Linked DNA regions of Mus musculus: all the other regions are linked to region 1. Evidence: chromatin contacts called from public HiChIP or PLAC-seq and promoter capture Hi-C data. All regions are on one chromosome and are shown on one strand. Each heading gives the region's core, a stretch centred on a gene start, on an enhancer-like site or on the middle of the called end of the contact. The rest is flanking DNA. Distances are from core to core; before and after follow the strand shown. Region 1 holds the start of Mgst2 (microsomal glutathione S-transferase 2). Region 2 holds the start of Elf2 (E74-like factor 2). Region 3 overlaps Maml3 (mastermind like transcriptional coactivator 3). Region 4 overlaps Maml3 (mastermind like transcriptional coactivator 3). Region 5 holds the start of Mgarp (mitochondria localized glutamic acid rich protein).

Region 1 (3,494 bases), core at 471-2,970:
ACCGAGGACCACTCAATCACAGAGCCTTCCCCCGGGGAAGCCACTTCTCTATTTGGCAGCTTCTCTGTGCAGATAAGAAGTTTAGGAGGGGAACAGTGGTAAGGACCTATTCTGGGCCAGTCACCACGGAGGTACTTCCTACTCAGGATCCTGTTTAACTTTCTGTGCTGAGGAGATGGAAAAGCAGAAAATCCTGGCCTGGAGCAGTCAGCTTCCGGAAGGCTGAACCACACAGGTCCGGGTGCACTTCCGGAAAGGTGGACTACACAGATCTTGGTGGGTCTGTCTTAAAAGCCTGAATGAATTAGGTGTCCTAATTCTGTGAACAACAAACTTCTGTTGAAGTGGCTGGCTAAACAGTATCTCTCTGTCTCTTTGTCTCCGTGTCTCTCTCTCTCTCTCTCTCTCTCTCTCCCTCTCTCTCTCTGCGATCCACCCCCAACAATTAAACTTTTTTTTTCTGCCACAAACATCATTTTTCTGGTCTCTTCTCTTCCTGTTCTCGTCTTCCATCACCATCGAACTGCCTCATGCCTGGTCCCAGCACACAGTGTCCTCAGCATGAGTCAACACACAAAAGGCTCTCTGTGGGGATAGAGTCTCTGTGGGAAGGGACATGTAGCCCTTGTCCCTGTTGCCCCCCCTTGTAACTGCAAGACCAAGGTACACTGTTTGCTTAGACCCAAATTCTCCAGGGGTTGGTAGCAAATTCCTGCTCTAGTCCACAAAAGCACAGTTTCCCTTATCCACAAAGCAGACTGGCTAGGCTAGCCACTGCGCGAGTGCGGAGACCCTGCTCTCCCACTAAACAGAGCAGTCATTTCCTCCCGGCGGTGTGCAGCCTGCACTATCCCCAGCTCTCAACCCAGGTATCTGGAAGATGCACCCCAGAAAGAATAAACAGGCATTCTTGGTAAGCAACTGTTCACTAAGCATGGAAGGAAGGTAGCATGAGTTGAGGAACTTCGCTCCTGGGCAGACAGAGTCTCCATTTATCCAGGCCGAGGTGGATGTGAAGTCATCCTAGTGGAGATATCTTGTAATATTTAGAATTCATTATGTAATCTAAACTGCATATTTCTGCAGAACTTTACCCTGGTGATCAAATCTGCCATGGGCAATTTTTCTTAAAGACAAAACAAAACGAAACAAAAATGCTTTAAATGTTTACAACCAACTTTAGAGACAGGAATAGTTTCCTGGTGAACATGCCTAACGGCTGTCTGTGCTCTCCATTTTTATGTGCTCACGGCCCTGCCTGAGACTCCTGGGGCTCCCGGCACTGAGATATGAACTGTCACCATAAATGATAGAGTCACTGGGCTCAGAGGCCCACAACATCCCAGAGAGAACATCCTCAAATTCTACCCATCTCGGGGAAGGAGTGGGCAAGCCACTCTGAGCAACTGTCTGCTGGGCACCCAGAACTACCAACAAAATGCAGGCATGAAACCTAAACACTGAAGCAATCTCTCTCTCTCTCTCTCTCTCTCTCTCTCTCTCTCTCTCTCTCTCTCACACACACACACACACACACACACACGTGTGCACACACATACACCCGTGCACACACACAGCTCCAGTGTTCTTACTTTGCTGACAGGCAGAGAGAAGAGAGACTGCAGCCAGCAGGCTTGAATCCCCGGCCATCTTTCTTTCACTCTCTGATCTCTTTCACAGAACTGTTTGTAGGAAGTCAGATGAAGAGCATAGGTGCTTTAGGACCCTGAGGGGCTGGTCTTCTCCTTTATAAAGGCAACAGAGTTGAGTCAACAGGATTGGGAAAGAAAAAAAAAGCAGGATTCAAGGTTGAGTAACAACCTTTGCACTGGAAGAGAAAACCACAGAAGCAGGCAAGGCTGGGCTGCTGGCACAGAACCATATCTGTTTCTTTCTGAACACACCCCAGACACACACCCTACACAGACACACACCCTACACAGACACACACCTTACACACACTTCCTACACAGACTCACACCCTACACAGACACACACCCTACACAGACATACAGATACACAAACACACCAGCTCGCCCTGCGGTGAGCCTTCCAGCCTCAGAGCCTGGGCTACTCTATTTTCTCTGCCTCTTCACCAGCTCTTTGGCCCTTCACTCTGCCCAAAACCTTTCTGAGATCTCTCTAATTCCTAGTGTGAAGTTCTTATGCTAATTTCATATCTATGCTAAGATGACTTGATTCACCTAGTAAATTGAAGATCTAGGATTAAGTGTTCTTGTGTACACACACACACACACACACACACACACACACACACACAAAGACTCCAGATTGACCCTCTTGAGCTGCCTACTGAGTTACTGTCTTTTTTTTTTTTTACCAAATACACACACACACCCCGATCTCTCCCAATTCCTCAACTCCAGCTCCTAAGAGACAAATTAAAAATAAATAAAAGCCTGAAGCCTACGCACCTGCTCTGCCTTATTAGTCATTTTTTGACGCTCTCTTTCACTGGGGACGTGGGGCCTCTGGTCCTCGAGCATCTGTAGTTCCTGCTCTAGGGTCCTGAGGTGTTTAACCACATCTACAGGGTGGAGCAAAGTTCAATGCAAAGGGTCTGAGAGACACCATCTGCCCTGGGGGGCTGGGCCCGAGCCTGGTGATGATGCATAGCTGTCTGGGTGGAGAAGATCATGTTTGCCCAGGAGGCCATGCCTGTCCATGCTAGATTCCTCAGGTGGCTTAAAGATGCCCTTGACCTTGTACCAACAGGGTACTAAGGCTCCCCAGTGTCAATCTTGTCATGCCCCTGTCCCCAACTCACCAGAAACCTTTTGCATCTCTTTTGAGGCAGATTAATCCTGCCATAAATAGGTACTACCTCTAGAAAGGTAGAAGATCACAGCTGGTTGTCTCCTCAGGGCTTCACTCAGGGACATTACTGACCTTCTGCAGAGACAAAATTTGTATGTGATCCTACCATGAGAATATTGCTGTGGAAGCAACAAAAGCCTACAAAACTAGGCTTTGTTTTATTTTTTAAATATATATTGTTGTATGTATATTATCTGAACCAACAGATATAACAGTGAGGCACTGAGTGGAAGGACCAGGGATAAGAAAGACCAAAGCTGGGCCAGGGAGGTCTGTACCGGCTGGTCACTTATGCCAAGCCAGTTTATTAAGAATCATGGCATGATAAAAGCCTGTCTTCAGGGAGAGTAATGGCCAAGGCCAGCAGAGAGCTAAGTCAGACAATGTCAGCAAAGAGAACACAGACTACCTCAGACACGGTTGTTTTAGGACTGCTAACCATAGCCCAGAGTGGAGTCAGGTCCCAGAAGCCACCACCTTGACTCCTTCAGAGCACTGGCTCCGGGATGAGGCAGGCTTTGCCATTCTGAACAAGGACACAGAACTAATGTTCCTTTCGTCCTTTTCATCCGGACCTTGAAGTCTTGGATTAGTCTACTTTGTGTGTGTGTGTATTTGCACACATGCATGTGTGTGGTATGTGTACACATATATGT
Region 2 (3,494 bases), core at 359-2,858, 320 kb after region 1:
AATGTTCGGCAGGGACTTAAAACAACAGAGCAACCTCTGGCATGCCTTTCACATTTGAGCCCCATTCTAGGGTCATTTCCACGGTTCCCACGTTCATCTCCACAGCCATCACACCGCTCAGTATTTCGTTCTTGTAAAAACTGGTTGTAGAACATCAACAGTCAGGCTGGAGTCCAGAAATTAACCCGGTGTATGCTGTTCCAAGTGCTGGGGCTCCCCCAGGGAGCCTGCAGGAGTCAGAGCCCAGCAGGATCGGCCCCCGCGCGCACCGGGACAACCGATGCTCTTTGTTAAAGAAACAAATACATTCCGCGGCGGCGGGGAATGGTGGTGGTGCTTGGGGGAAGAGACCTAGCATGCATAACTGCGCCTAAGAAAGACCATTAGCGAGCCGCTGCAAACGCAGGACATCCCGGGCACCGTGTCATTGGCTTTTGTGCCCTGGAAGGCGCGTGAGAGTGCCCTGCTCAGAGGCTCCCCTTTGTGTGAAAGTGTGCAAACCAGAAGCCTGCAGCTCCCGCTGGCTTCGCCCCTTTTTTTTCCCCAATTCGTGGACACTTGGAACAAGATACTCTTCCTCCACACACACGCGCTCCTTCACCCTGGCTCTGAAGATCTCGGGACTTGAGTTACTTCTCGGAGGCGGACGGGACTAGAAGCGACAAAGACTGGGGCGGGCGGTCGCGGCTCCCCGGGACCCCCCCGAACGGGGGCCGCCCGCCGCGCTCCGCAGCTGCGCGCTGGGCCGCCCGCCCGCCGGCCACCGCGGGCACCAACCGCCGCGCAGCCGGGCCGTTGGGCGGTGGTAATTTCTGGGAACGGGGCGGGGTCCGGGGTGGACGAGCTGGGAGGCGGAGCGGGCGGCGCCCCGGGCCGCGAAACGGGCGGGGCGGGGCGCCACGTGCGTCAGTGGCCGGGTGGGGCGGGCCGCGCGCTCCTGCCCGCCAGCGCCGCCACCATCCGCGGAGCCCGGGAGACGCGCGGGGACTCTGAACACCCGGGCTGACAAGAGTTTTATTTTGCAATCGCTCACTTCCCTAATGCTTAATCTACGAGTGCAGAGCGGTCCCTGGAGGTCTTGGGAGGGGAGTCCGGAGTTGGAAGGGGGGTGATGAGGGGTGACAGCAAAGACCTGAGAGTGGCCCAAGAGGTGCGCGTGTCGTCCCGGCCGGGCTGCAGGTGCACGCGCGGCCCCGCCGTCCCCACGCGCTGGTCCCGCGTCCGCAGCGCAGTGCAGCGCGCGACGTGGGGGAGTGGGGAAGCCCCGGGGACGCGGAGCGGGACGAGTGGCGAGCGTCTCCACCTGAGCAGGCGGGTTCGGGCGAAGTTGGGCGCTGAGAAGAGGGCGGGATTCGAGAGCGCAGGAGGCGGGCTGCGGGGGGCCCGAGGGCGGTGGGGAGTATAAATAGCCGGCCCGGTTTGACAGGCGCTGCGGTGACTGGCGGTGTCGCCTCCCCCGGCGGCGCGCGGGGAGGGAGGAGCGCGCGGAGCGGCCGGGTGGGGGAGGCGGACTCCAGTGTCCTGGTGGCGGCGGCAGGAGGCCGAGGGGGAGGAGCCGAGGCGGGTGCGGAGGGCGGGGGCCGGCCGCAGCTTCCCCGCGCCCGGCTGTGTCGCCGCCGTCGCCTCGGCGGTTGGGGGGGATCTGTAGGGTGGCGCGCGCGGGGGGCGCAGCGCGGTTTTGTCTCGTCCTGTGGTGCGGAGCGGCTCGCGCGGTGGCCAGGGGAGGCCCCCTCGGCTTCCCGCAGGACGCCGGGCCAACGGCGGGCGGCTGCGGCGTCTCGGCCGGTCTGCGGCCCTGAGGGAAGGGCAAGGGACTCGGCGACGTGGAGGGAGAGCAGGTAAGAGCGCGGGGACGGCGGAGGCCGGCGGGAGCGAGCGGGAGGGAGAGGGAGGGCGCGGCGAGCCAGCCCGGCCGTCCCGAGTGTCGCCTCCTCCCGGGCGCCCCCGCCCCGCGCCTGTGTTGTTTGCTCGGGCGGCGGCGGAGGGGCTTTCCGGAGGCTGGGGCGGTGACACCGGCGGAGCTGGGGGCAGGGCGGGAGCCCGCACCGGAGCGGCCCGGGGCAACGGTCGTGGCGCCGAGGGACCGCGGCGCGCGCTGTTTACCTCGCGGCGCCAGTCATCGCGCGGCGGCCGGGCTGCCGGGGCAGCGCGTCCCGGGCGGCAGTTTCCGTCGCCGTCGGGCCTGCTCCCCGCCGCCGGGGCGGGCACGACAGGTTGTACTCCGCCGTTCTTTTATTCTCACTCTCCGCCGGCCCTCCGTCGCCGCCTTCTCCTGGTTCCCCGGGGAGCCAGGCTGCGATCACTATCTGTGTTTGCAACAAAACAACAAAAAAACCCTGGGGCTCTTGGAAGCGCCTAGGTCCAGAGTCTCCTCCGGGGTCCTCCGCCGGCGGTGCTGGCCCTTAGGGCATCTCGCGGAGAGTGTCGTGGGCGCCCCGCGCGCCTCGGTACCGATTCTGCCTCAGCGGCGCTGCGCGCGGCGGCCGGACCCACTCAAGACTTTAGTGGGACATTTTTACTCTGTCAGCAAAGGACGGAAAAATAACCCACGGACCAACTTGGTGGACTGTCCTTATGGGAACCACGTTCTCAGCTGTATACCCTTTCTTTAAGTTCTTAGTACTCTATCAATAAGATGGGGGACGCGTCATTGTAACCCTGGAACATCTTTCTCGTGTTCATGACATTACTCTGTGGTTTATGCTTTAATCCGACAGTGAGAAAGTATAATAAAAACTGCGCCTCTGAGCTCAAGACTTTTGTTTTTGTTTTTTTCTCCAAGTCTCAGTTGAGAGGCAAACTGCTCACTTTCTCTAGTGGACAATGTCCATCCGGGCCCTACTGAGATAAGATTGTATATTTGTGGGTTACAGTTTCTTTAGAGTGTTGAATGACTTCGTATGAGACTGGGAACTGTTGAATTATGTTTAAAGGGATTTAGGAATAAGATTTATAGAAGGCATGTGGCTGTAGTTGATACATCCAGTAAATACAAGAAGTTGAAGTCTGATGTGTCTTCAACATTTAAAATCTCAATATTTAACGTTATCCTTTGCTGTTGCTGGTTGTTTGCTTGCTTTTTGTCTGTCGAGACAGGGTAGAATCTCTGTGTAGCCTTTGTTGTTCTGGAACTTGCACTGTAGACCCAGGCTGGCCTCGAACTCAGAGATCAGCATGCAGCTTCCCCCCCCCCCCCCCCCCCCCCCCCCCCCCCGGCTCCGGAGTGCCTGGGTTTCAAGGTGTGTGGCACCATCGCCCTGGCAGTGTTATCCTCTTTATACTTGTTTACTTGGATTATTCACTGTACTTCGCAGACATAAACAGTTGCAAAATGTTTCGACAGAGTTGAAAACTTTGGGTTTTTTTTTTTTTTTTTTATCCCAAATTTCTTCAATGGTAAGTTTACCAAATCAGGGTTGATGATTTTACCTGTTCACAGGTTGTGTGTATCTTTTTTTGGGGGGCGTGGTGGTGGTGGTGGTGAATGGATCGGC
Region 3 (3,494 bases), core at 504-3,003, 300 kb before region 1:
TAACCCCAGTGCCTGGGAGGCAGAGACAGAAGGGTCCATCCAGGGTCACAGGATGGGTTACCACTGAGGGACAATGTGTTGTTTTTTGGCTTTTCCATGTGCACGTGCATACATGTAAACGCACATGTACGTACATGTGCAAGATGGCCGAGAAGTCCAAAGACGCAGTTCCAGAACAGTGGTCATTTTCTCCTTCTAGATAGCTTACATGGCCTTCCCTGAAATAATTATATAAGCTAACAGTTCCTATCCTCGCTTTGCTGTGCGTTTCAAACCCCTTATTATTTCAGCTACTAGGAACTGGCATTAGATGAGTACCAGGAAGCAACGGCCGTAATGATCAGGATTTCTAAGAAGGACCCGCCTGTTCTATTTCCACTTAGGTTTTTCTGCTTTTTAATGAGTACAGATTATTTTCTTCAAGTTGATGATGGCAGGATTTCAGCTGCAGCCAGCTCTTCAAACTCTTAATCCTATGTCCTCTTCTTAGCCCTTGTTCTTCGGTGTCTTACTTTTCTCTGTGTGCAAATTGGTGCCTACGGCAACTTATGAGCAAGGATGCTTCAGCAAAATGCAGACAAGGGTCCTTCTATGTTTTCTGTGTGTGCCCCAACCCTGTGTGGGACCACGCTCTGTCTCACAGTATCTGTGACCTCACATCGATCATTTCGAAGCTGTCACTTGCCTCTCTCCCAGTTGCATCAGTTTCCCCTCACTGTGACAAAACACCTGGGGTCATTGCCAATTAAAGAAGAAATGGTTTGAATCCACAGTTACTAAGGATTCAGTCCATGATCAGGCCCCACTGTCTTTGGGCCTATGACAAAGCAGTATTCCAGGTTGGAGAAAATATGTTAAAAAGAAAATATCTTACCTTGTGGTCACTAGAAAGTGAAAGAGAGACCCTAGGAAGGGCCAGGGTCCCAGAGACCCAGGGTTCCAGGGACCTCCAAGGATATTCCTCCAATGACTTAACTCTTTTTTAAAAAACAAAAACAAATGTCCTACTACCAATGGAGCCTTCAACACATGAGCTTCTGTGCCAGGAGTTGGGGGATCGAAGCACCCATTTTACCACTTTCATCAAGGGTTCAATTTCTCAGTGGTAACTAAGTTGATATTCCCTGGCATATGGGTCTCTTGGGAAGATTAGGTATGTTGATAAATACAGGTCTCTCAGCATAGTGCCCGGCTAAGGGTAGGTCCATGGGAGTGACTACTAAAGTCCTGTGGTATTATTATTTTCTGTTTTGTTATTTTAATTTGGCAGAAGATGGGACTCTGATTTGCATTGGTCGACACTAGGTTCACCATTGTTTGACCTTTTCAAGGCTAACAGAAGTGCCCCAGTTGAATGAGATAGCATCCCAACAGTCCTTTTACTGCCTGACCACGTATCTTGAAATGTCCCTAGGTGACTTCTTGTTTACTCATGCAGCCAGGAGAGGGATCTGTCCCCTCTGCTCATGGCACCTTAGAACTAGTGCCAAGGTAGAAGAATACTTTTCAGCATCTCGTTTGTTGTAATAAAAAGAGTCAGCTTATTCCAGAAAGTCCACTTCGACCTAGAAAACCTTCGCACAGACATTCTGCCGTAACCTTTGAGCAAATGATGGGTGTCCACAGCCTAAAACTGAAGATCAGGGGCATGTGATGTGTTTACTCACCTGGTGCTTTCAAACTGGCCGCTGTCTCCCACAGCAATCTTGAGGTTGAGTTATGCCACAGGGCTATGTCTTGTCATTACTGGGAGCTGACTGATGATTCAGACTGTACGGGGGAGTGACAGGGCCCATGCTCCCTCCTGTTTGCAGAGCTTGAAAGCGAGTAAACTTGAACTGCGTTTTACTTCAGCCCGACTCCCATGCAGGGCCCTCATCTTCTTCAGTCCTACTCAATAGGAGCCCACCTCCCTACAGATGTTTCTGCTGCTCAGTATCCAGGTTCAGCTCCAGGCTGGGGGTTTTTCTGCTTTCTCTTTCTAACCTCCTTTGGGAGGCAGAAGGGTGGGTGAAATGTACTCATGCTGCATCTCTCCAGTTAGAGAAGATGTTTCCTTTGTTGTCTGACTACACTGAAGTATTTTTCCAATCTGTTGTTATTGAAAAGAGCAACCCCCTTCTCCTGACACCCTTCCCTCAGCTGTAGGGTAGTGGTTTTTCTGTAAACAGAGCGAGGCCACAGGAGCTGTCTCAGTGCTGGCTCTAGCTCCTGCAGCCTGGTGTGTCTGCTAAGCATGATTTCATTCCTCCTTTCTTACAGTTTACTTTTAAAACCTCGGTTCTCCTGAGTTGATTTTTTTCCCCTCTCCTCTGAGTGTTTTCTAGGTTAAGGAAGATTTTATGCACATTGTTTGTCAAATCCTCAATCTCTTGTCTGTCAAGTATGATTGGGAATCCTGGGGGTATTAACCTGTTTTCCTGTGTGTGTCTGTGTGTGTCTCTTCTCTTTTCTCTTTCTCTTCCTCTTCTTCTTCCTCCTCCTTCTCCCTCCCCGTGTGTGTGTGTGTGTGTGTGTGTGTGTGTGTGTGTGTGTGTGTAACTTTAACAGGCCTCCCCCCACCTGGTTATCTTTGAAATTAAGCAGGAAACAGCAAGGGACTCTCCACTGTGAGGAGCCTCTGGCCTCCGCAGGGAGCACCTCCACTCACCACCTTCCTTTTTCATGTAGGACTTTGGACAGGCTCTTTGGTCCCCGTAATCATTTGTTTTACTTCACAAGACATTCTAAACTCTTAAAGAACCTAAAACCATTCTGTTCTGTTTGCTAATTCTTAACTCAGTAGGTAGAAAGACATCTGGAGCTGCAGAATAGAGCCACGGGGAAGGAGGGGCTTATGTCTTTGTTACCATTTTCATCTCTCTCTCTCTCACACACTCAGACACACACATACAAACATATACATACACATACATACACAGAGACACATATACACATAGACATACAACATACACACAGACATACAGACACATGCATACATACATACACACAGACATACAAACATACACAGACAGACATACACACAGACATACAAAACATACATACACACACAGACACATAGACACATACACACACAGATATACAGACACACAAACATATACACAGAGACATACAGACACACATACATATAGACAGACACACAAACATACACACGGACATACACACAAACATAGACACAGACATACAGACACATACAGACATACAAACATATACACAGACATATAGACCCATACATACATACATACATACATACATATATACAGACAGACATGCATACACACACAGGCACACACACACAGACACACACACAGAGATACACACATATACAGACACACAGGCAGAGGAGGTCAGTGGGGGAACCTATTCCTTAAGCCAGTGGAAATCCTTATCATTAGAAGGGGCAGTGGCTTGGAGCCCAGCCCTCTTCCCGTGCAGGAAGTGCAGTACAGACTTTAGGGCACAGCTGCTGGGGGCTCCTGCTGGCTCCTCTCACT
Region 4 (3,494 bases), core at 446-2,945, 280 kb before region 1:
GAGTTCCAATTCCCAGAAACCAATCGAAGGCAGACAGAGGAGTGTATGTCTGTAATCCCAGTTTTCCTACAGCAACAGGAAGAGGTGGGGAAAGTGGTTGGTGGGAGTGGGTAGAGGCAGAATTCTCCCAAAGCTCACATGTCAACTGACCAGGCCCATACAGTGGTGAACAAGAGACTCTGACTCTGTCTCAAACAAGGCAATGTAGAAGACTGATATCCAATGTTGTCCTCTGGCCACACATGGGGCATGGTAAGTGAACGCCCAGGAAAATGCATGCATGCGTGCACTAATGCACACATGCATGCACTAATGCACACATGCACAGCGTTTTTAAAAAGCGGTGCTTACCTGGAAGGACCCAGGAATCATCTACTTTGACTCCTTCATTTTACAAGTGGGAAAACTGAGTCAAGTCATGGACATTACTTAGCTACTTTTCTGTGTTTGTACTTTTTCTCAATGACATTAGAAGGCCATAAAGAGATGAAACTCTATCTTATATTCTTCAGGATCCCCTGCGATTGTAGTTAACATGGTATGTAAGTGACAGATACTTATTAAGTTCAACTAAATGTAAAAGAAAACTAAATTTTTTTGGTTAGTGCATTTTCTTTTATTTTTTCTTTTTGTTTTTGCTTTTCTTGGTTTGGTTAGGTTTTGGTTTATTGAGAGAGGGCCTCTTTATGTAACAATCTTGTAACTTACTATATTGAACATTCTGGTCTCCAACTCAGAGATCAGCCTGCCTCTGTCTCCCAAGTGCTGGGATTAAAGGCATTCACCACAGTGCCTGGCTGGCTAGTTCATTTTCATAAGAACAGGTATGCCTTTAATACATCAACAACACTTTGAACTCATAAATATTCTGGATGCAGAAAGCCATGGAAAATACTTCTATGTGAATTGGCCTTAGGCTTGTGGAATCTGCTTGTAACTGTGAATAGGAGAATGAAGAATGTCGCTTCTCTAGTCTACCCTTCATAAAAATAATAAAATGATAATTCCGTGTTCGTACATCTGTATCTATTGTTGCTCTTGCTTCAGTAGGATATATCAAAGCAATTGGGATTCAAAATAAATGACATTTCCCCTCCATTTTTGCCCACAAGTGAATGACTCTCATGGCAGGAGTCACCTTTTCCGAGTTGTTTCTTTGGAAAATTAGTAGTTTTGATTCGAGGCACGAACTTGGGATGTTCACAGATGTTGTTGGCCACGCCCCCCCCATTTCTGGAGCTCCAGTTATTGTGTCCTCATAATCTCTGACCCAGCAACACAGCTCTAACTAAGAGGGACGCCCTGTCTCTATCCCAGGAATACTTGCTAAACAAAACAGAGACTTCCAAAAGTCTCTGGTCTAAGACATGAACTTACTACCCCGAACCTTTACAGTTTAGATCCAACCAGACAAATCAATAATACATTTTCCAGTGTTTTAATCCTTGCCAATAAACCGAGCACTGTTTTGAGCTTGGCTCCTGCAATGACCAAAGCCACAGACAGGAGTATGGAAAGTGAATTCCATTTGTCTTGGCTGTGCGTGTTCTGCGGCCAGAGCAAAGCTCCTGGGGTTTGAAATGACTCGTTGGAGGAATCCTGCTTGCTTGGGAACACATGCACTCATAAAGGCCAGTGTGAACGGCCCAGGGTCTGGCCTGATGACTAAGCCAGCTCACTTAGCTGACAGTGGTGTGATTGCAGCAGTTTTAAGAAAGGCAAAATATCCAAAGAGCCAAGTAACTTGACTTACGGTGCACACTAGACTCTTCCTCTGATTAGTCATATGACAGATGAGAACTCGTGGCAACAAATCCTGACGGAAACCGAAAAGGCTGAGTGAATTCATCAGACACAGACTGACTGGAAGATAGTCCAGATAGTGTGTTTATCTGAAAGATAAAATGAAATAGCTTATATTTGGGCTACAGATTCTAGGAAATCTCTTCCCTTTTGTGGCATGTCTATGTCTAAACCCTAGATTCCCCTTGAGAAGTGTCAAAAACTTTGCACGTGTATTTTCATACTTCAGATATAAAGCATGAGTCAAATTTGGTGACCGTGGGGCTTGTTGAACGGACCTATATAGGAAGCAAATCACAGCTGTGAACTGCTAGAAACTGCTTTTTCATGAGGTCTGTAAACTTGTTCCAAAGCCATTTTTGTGATGCGCTAGCTCACAAGCCTTTTGAGCAATGGGCTGGACATCATTTTGTCATAAACCTTAGTGTGTTCTCAGTGTGGCTGCAAGGAAAGGACCATTTTTGTTTGGTTGTTGTTGTTGTTGTTCCCAAATGGATCCCTGGTGCTTGCAGATGTCACAGTTTGTGTATTTGAAGACACCCAAAACAAGCTGCTGAGTTGGCTCAGTGGGTGAAGGGCAACCTTCCACCAAAACCAATGACTTAAGTTGGATCCCTGGAACCTACAAGGTACACAGAGAAAATCGACTCCTACAACACACAATAAATGAATAAATAAATAAAATATAATAAAAAGTCTAAGAACACCTTCCCCCAAAGCCATGCATGGTGATATATACTTGTTATCCTGGGATTAGGGATGGAGGGACAGGCAGATCCCTGGAGATCACTGGCCAGGCATTCTAACTGCTTGGTAAGTTCCAAGCCAGTGAGAGACTCTCAACAAACAAGGCAGGTGGCTTCTAGGGAACAACATTTGAGGTTGACTGCTGGCCTCTTTATACATGTGCACCAATACATGCTAGTGCACACATGCAAGCTATGCAAACAACCCGACAAAAACTCCAAATGTCTGGGATCAAAGGAATTTGCAGCTTTTTCAATGGAGAAATTTGTATTTTAAATTTATAAGCTGCCATGGGTTACCAAATAAACGAGCCAAGCCCACGGCCAATCACCTATTGCCAAAGGGTTGTTCTATTGCTCTTTCCAAGTCAGGGTGACACCATTTTCATGGTGTGATAAAACACATGGCATCTTCATGAGAAATGGCTTCCACAAAGACAGCCAATTTCTAGCTGTGGAGAGAGAACAAGAACGGGAGGAAAGCTAAGCCAATAGGGGAAGTATTTTCTTGACAAAAAGCAAAAGAAAACAGCTAGCAGATTAGAGGTAGAGGCTCAGTTTAGACTATGAATAAGTTTGTCGTGTAGAAATGAGAGAATAAAAACTTTACCCAGTGCTTTGAAGGGGGAAACCCTTTCTCTAGAAGAGAAGTCAGCAAAAGCTGATGAGACCTCTCCCACACACACTCATATGCTTGTGAAATATGTGGCACATTGTGTGTCCCTGCACTATTTTGTAGAGGCAAGGCTTGGCAGGATTTCACTCTAGCCAATATGTCCTTGAACTCACGGTGATCCTCCTGCCTCAGCCTTCTGAGTGCTGGAATTTCGGACAGGAGCCGCCATTCTTGCCTTGTGGCATGGTTATTTTCGAATTTGGGTGATTCATGAATCCTGGAGTTTCACTCCGTGGGTGTTTTGTTGTATTTGTTTCCTTAGCAACAGC
Region 5 (3,494 bases), core at 455-2,954, 260 kb after region 1:
ACTTATTTCTGACCCTCGGTGTTTTCTGAAAGAGAACAGAAAAATGTCAAGGATTTTCTCAAGGGCAGTGAAGAATCTGTCCCGCAGCCGGGAACTGTCTGCACCTTTAGTCAGCTACAGCAGAAACTAACAAAAATGCCCTGGGGTGATGGAGAAGCAGCTGAAAATTCAGTGAAACTGACAACCAAAGTGCTTGGGTGTTTGTTTGGGAAACGGCTCTTTAAAATATGAAAAGAACCCAGAGAGTAGGTCTGAAGCTCACAGTGTAGACATACCATCTCTCCCAGCTGGGGCGGGCATACAGATGCAACTATGTTCACTTACCAGACTGAAAGGAGCAGAGAAATCGTGACCCGGCACTGACTCTTCCATCGGGCTGAGCATACATCACGCATCGACTATGCTTCAGAGCTTTCCTCAGTCGCTTTACTCGGGTCTACAAGACTCACAACGCTCTGTGGTGGTGGTGGTAGTGGCCTATGCCTTTAATCTCAACACTGCGGAGGCAGGGGGCAGGGATCCTGGTTTCTTGAGACGGGGTTTCTCTGTGTAGCCCTGGCTCCTGAAAACAGCTGGCCTCGCCTGCTCTACAGAGCGATTTTCAGGACACCCAGAGCTACACAGAGAAAACCTGTCTCAAGAAACCAAGATTCGGGGCTGGTGAGACGGCTCAACTGTTAGGAGCACTGACTGCTCTTCCAAAGGTCCTGAGTTCAAATCCCAGCAACCACATGGTGGCTCACAACCATCCGTAATGAGATCTGAGGCCCTCTTCGGGTGTGTCTGAAGACAACTACAGTGTACTTACATATAATAAATTAAAAAACAAAAAACAAAACAAAAAAAAAAAAAACAAGATTCACAGTTCAGACTGGAGAGATGGTTTAGTGTTTAAGAGCGGTTGCTACTCCCCCCAGAGAGCCCTTTACCTAACTTTCCTGTTAGTGGATTGTTTTGGTCACACACACACACACACACACACACACACACACACACACACACGCACACACACACACACACCACCGCCTAGTGCCTTCAGTGGTTCATTCATTCATTCATTCATTTTTGAAGCGGGGTCTCTTGTAGCCTACGGTGTCCTCAAAGATCTTGAACTCCTGAGCATCCTACCTCCCCCTCTGAGTGCTGGGAGTAACTTCTTGCGCCACCATGTCTGGTTTTATGCGCTGTTGGGTATCGAACCCATGCTAGATAAACTCTTTACCCTATATTTAAAAGTCCTGGCTGGCTTAGAACTCAGCCATCGCCAGGGGGAAACCTTACCCTTCCTTTAATCATAAGCCTGTAAAGTCGTCTCTTAAGTTTCCCGCTACCTCTTCCTGGGAATGCTAACACAGTGTGTGGAATAAAGTGGTCTTCCACCTGGAGAATACATTCCGTCTGCGCATGAATCCTGAATCAAGCGCGCTTCTCTAAACGTGTCCTGCGTGCTCGGGAGATAACTCCATGGGACAGAGCGGGTCAGGCACGTAACAGCGACTTCTAAGCTCCCTAGCCTCTTCTGAGATGCAGCCATTAAGCGACTGCTGGGGAGCACGGGACTGCAACTCTATTAGAGCTGGGTAAGGGGACCAAGGTGCTAACCACTAACTCGATCCCCTTCCCACATCCCCCGGGGCTGGGACGCACGGGATCTGGAGTCCCACCCGGGGCGGGGCGCTCCCTGGCTCCTCCCTCTGAGCCTGGGTTGCTTGATCCGCTGCTGAATCTGAGCGCATCTGGCGATGTATCTCCGCAGGGCTGTGTCCAAGACTCTGGCGCTGCCCCGGAGGGCGCCCCCGGGTCCCGCGCCGCTGGGGAAGGACGGTGAGTGTCCCACACTTCTCTACCCGTCCAGGCTGGGCACCAGCGCCCCGAACCCTGGGCCAGTGAAGGAACAGTGAGGGAGGGTCTCAGGCCAGCCCTCCGAATTTCTTGGAAACTTTGGGAATAAGGACCTTTTCCAGGATGGCCTCTGAATCCAAATTAGACTTCCTGGGTTCCAGTCTTGAATTCCTGATCTCCGGCAAGTAATGTTCCTTCATTTTTTTTAAGTGACTGTGGGTTATGATCAGTAGATATGGAGTGAAAAGAACCACTTCGAAGAGGGTTTGGCTTTCTCCTAGAGTTCCACGGTTTTCTATTCAATGAACCACTAGTTTCTCCGAAGAGGTGAAGGAACGGATAGGTAGGTGGACGTGGGGTGTTCACGTGTTCGCAGGTGGGCCCTAGAAGAAGTGTCGGTTCACTGATCCCTGGCGGTGATAAACCCCCGGCTTCTTGTGGCCCTGATCATCCCTTCGAAGTGAGGCCTCGGGGTACTCTTCTGATGTTGCTGACAAGCTTGCAGCTCCGTCAGCTTCGGATTAGGGAATGCGTGAGGAAATGCGCTCTTGGAAATTTTCTAAAGAAGCAGCATCCTGGACTATAAGAGCTTACAGGCTTTGGGCTGGTTTGCAGGTCCTCTCCTAGCTGCCCACCCTCTCTGTTCATCACTCACTGGGGCACAGATCTTGGACACTAGAAAGTTAATTATTCTGTACTTTGCCCCACTCCTTGGGGCATCGGAGGCAGCATCCAAAGCAAAGATTTGACTGAGAAAGACAGAAAAACGCCTGTGGAAATCCATGAGCCAGAGCGAGCTTTGCTTTGCTTTGCTTTGCTTTAAGCACTTGTTCACCCTGCTTTGATTAGGCCTGTGTTGGTGGTGGATGGTCTCAAGAAAGAGATCTAGTCACCTATTCTTTTAAATGATGCTTAAAAGAAGTCTTCCCACAAGTACTAGAACGCCTTTCCCCTCTGTATGTGTATACCTCATAAGAGAGCAACTTGCAGAAGTGAGGAGACGCCATTTATTTTAAACTGATTATAATGGGGACTGTTCTGGTGCTCAGATAAAGAAAGAGATGAGACTGACCTCATCCTCCACAGAAAACTCTCTCTCTCTCCCTCCCTCCCTCCCCCCCCCCTCTCTCTCCCTCCCTCCCTCCCTCTCTCTCTCTCTCCCTCTCTCTCTCCATCCCTCCCTCCCCCCCACTCCCCCACCCCATCTCTCCCACAAGCACAGGCTTAGAGGCATAGGCACGCACCCATCAGAACCTGCATGTGCTCTGAGGTCAGCTTGCAAGAGGCAGTGGGTACCAGAAACTGAACTAGGTCTTGAGGCTTGGCTGCAGCCCCCTGTACTCCCTTGAGTCCTGCATCGACATCATACTTTCTTACATCCTCTGCCTCCCACTCCTCCCATTAGATCAAAATAAGACATAAATGTGCAGTGAGTAGTCCTGGATGCAGGGGAACTGACCTTATTTTAATTTTCACCTTTTTTTTTTTTTTTTTTTTTTTTTTTTTTGTGGTACTAGGGATCGAATCTAAGGTCTATCTAAGGCCCCATAGGCAAGTCTACTTCTACTGAATAATTACTAATAATTTTCAAGACAGGGTTTCTCTGTGTAGCCCTGGCTGTCCTGAACTCACTCTGTAGACCAGGCTGGCCT

What was found. HiChIP or PLAC-seq counts read pairs in DNA pulled down with a chosen protein or histone mark. Capture Hi-C pulls out chosen DNA fragments and counts their contacts.
Region 2: a FOXA1 HiChIP or PLAC-seq map of pancreatic cancer cells shows a contact between it and region 1. The contact joins the promoter of Elf2 here to the promoter of Mgst2 in region 1. A contact is called at or near these places in 2 of 115 datasets of contacts at active chromatin or transcription factors (memory CD8 T cells and pancreatic cancer cells).
Region 3: an HNF4G HiChIP or PLAC-seq map of pancreatic cancer cells shows a contact between it and region 1. The contact joins the enhancer-like site here to the promoter of Mgst2 in region 1. A contact is called at or near these places in 1 of 484 Hi-C or Micro-C datasets (nephron progenitors), 3 of 115 datasets of contacts at active chromatin or transcription factors (extraembryonic endoderm stem cells, large pre-B cells and pancreatic cancer cells) and 4 of 9 other capture datasets (adipose tissue, embryonic stem cells, liver and 1 more).
Region 4: a contact with region 1 is called in an H3K27ac HiChIP or PLAC-seq map of the NIH/3T3 cell line, with 6 times the contacts expected there. The contact joins the enhancer-like site here to the promoter of Mgst2 in region 1. A contact is called at or near these places in 1 of 15 datasets of contacts at CTCF or cohesin (the NIH/3T3 cell line), 4 of 115 datasets of contacts at active chromatin or transcription factors (the NIH/3T3 cell line, bone marrow-derived macrophages, extraembryonic endoderm stem cells and 1 more) and 4 of 9 other capture datasets (adipose tissue, embryonic stem cells, macrophages and 1 more).
Region 5: a promoter capture Hi-C map of adipose tissue shows a contact between it and region 1. The contact joins the promoter of Mgarp here to the promoter of Mgst2 in region 1. A contact is called at or near these places in 1 of 39 promoter capture datasets (pre-B cells), 2 of 115 datasets of contacts at active chromatin or transcription factors (double positive thymocytes and memory CD8 T cells) and 1 of 9 other capture datasets (adipose tissue).

The regions. Positions count from the first base shown.
Region 1 is chr3:51,659,405-51,662,898 of GRCm38.p6, reverse strand. Mgst2 (microsomal glutathione S-transferase 2) reads right to left here and starts at 1,720. Exons shown (of 5, transcript NM_174995.3): 1 at 1,593-1,720. The coding sequence starts at 1,650.
Region 2 is chr3:51,338,758-51,342,251 of GRCm38.p6, reverse strand. Elf2 (E74-like factor 2) reads left to right here and starts at 1,608. Exons shown (of 10, transcript NM_023502.2): 1 at 1,608-1,838.
Region 3 is chr3:51,964,315-51,967,808 of GRCm38.p6, reverse strand. The region is part of intron 1 of Maml3 (mastermind like transcriptional coactivator 3); the gene reads left to right. Among named protein-coding and RNA genes, the nearest start is that of Maml3, 140 kb to the left of the region's middle. Within about 2 kb of position 1,753, at least 54 of the 459 cell types and tissues checked have an H3K27ac peak or open chromatin away from gene starts, as enhancers often do. A contact at or near this core is called in extraembryonic endoderm stem cells and pancreatic cancer cells, where this site is marked.
Region 4 is chr3:51,942,017-51,945,510 of GRCm38.p6, reverse strand. All of the region lies in intron 1 of Maml3 (mastermind like transcriptional coactivator 3), which reads left to right. Among named protein-coding and RNA genes, the nearest start is that of Maml3, 160 kb to the left of the region's middle. Within about 2 kb of position 1,695, at least 66 of the 459 cell types and tissues checked have an H3K27ac peak or open chromatin away from gene starts, as enhancers often do. A contact at or near this core is called in the NIH/3T3 cell line, adipose tissue, macrophages and 1 more, where this site is marked.
Region 5 is chr3:51,394,757-51,398,250 of GRCm38.p6, reverse strand. Mgarp (mitochondria localized glutamic acid rich protein) reads left to right here and starts at 1,704. Exons shown (of 4, transcript NM_026358.3): 1 at 1,704-1,824. The coding sequence starts at 1,743.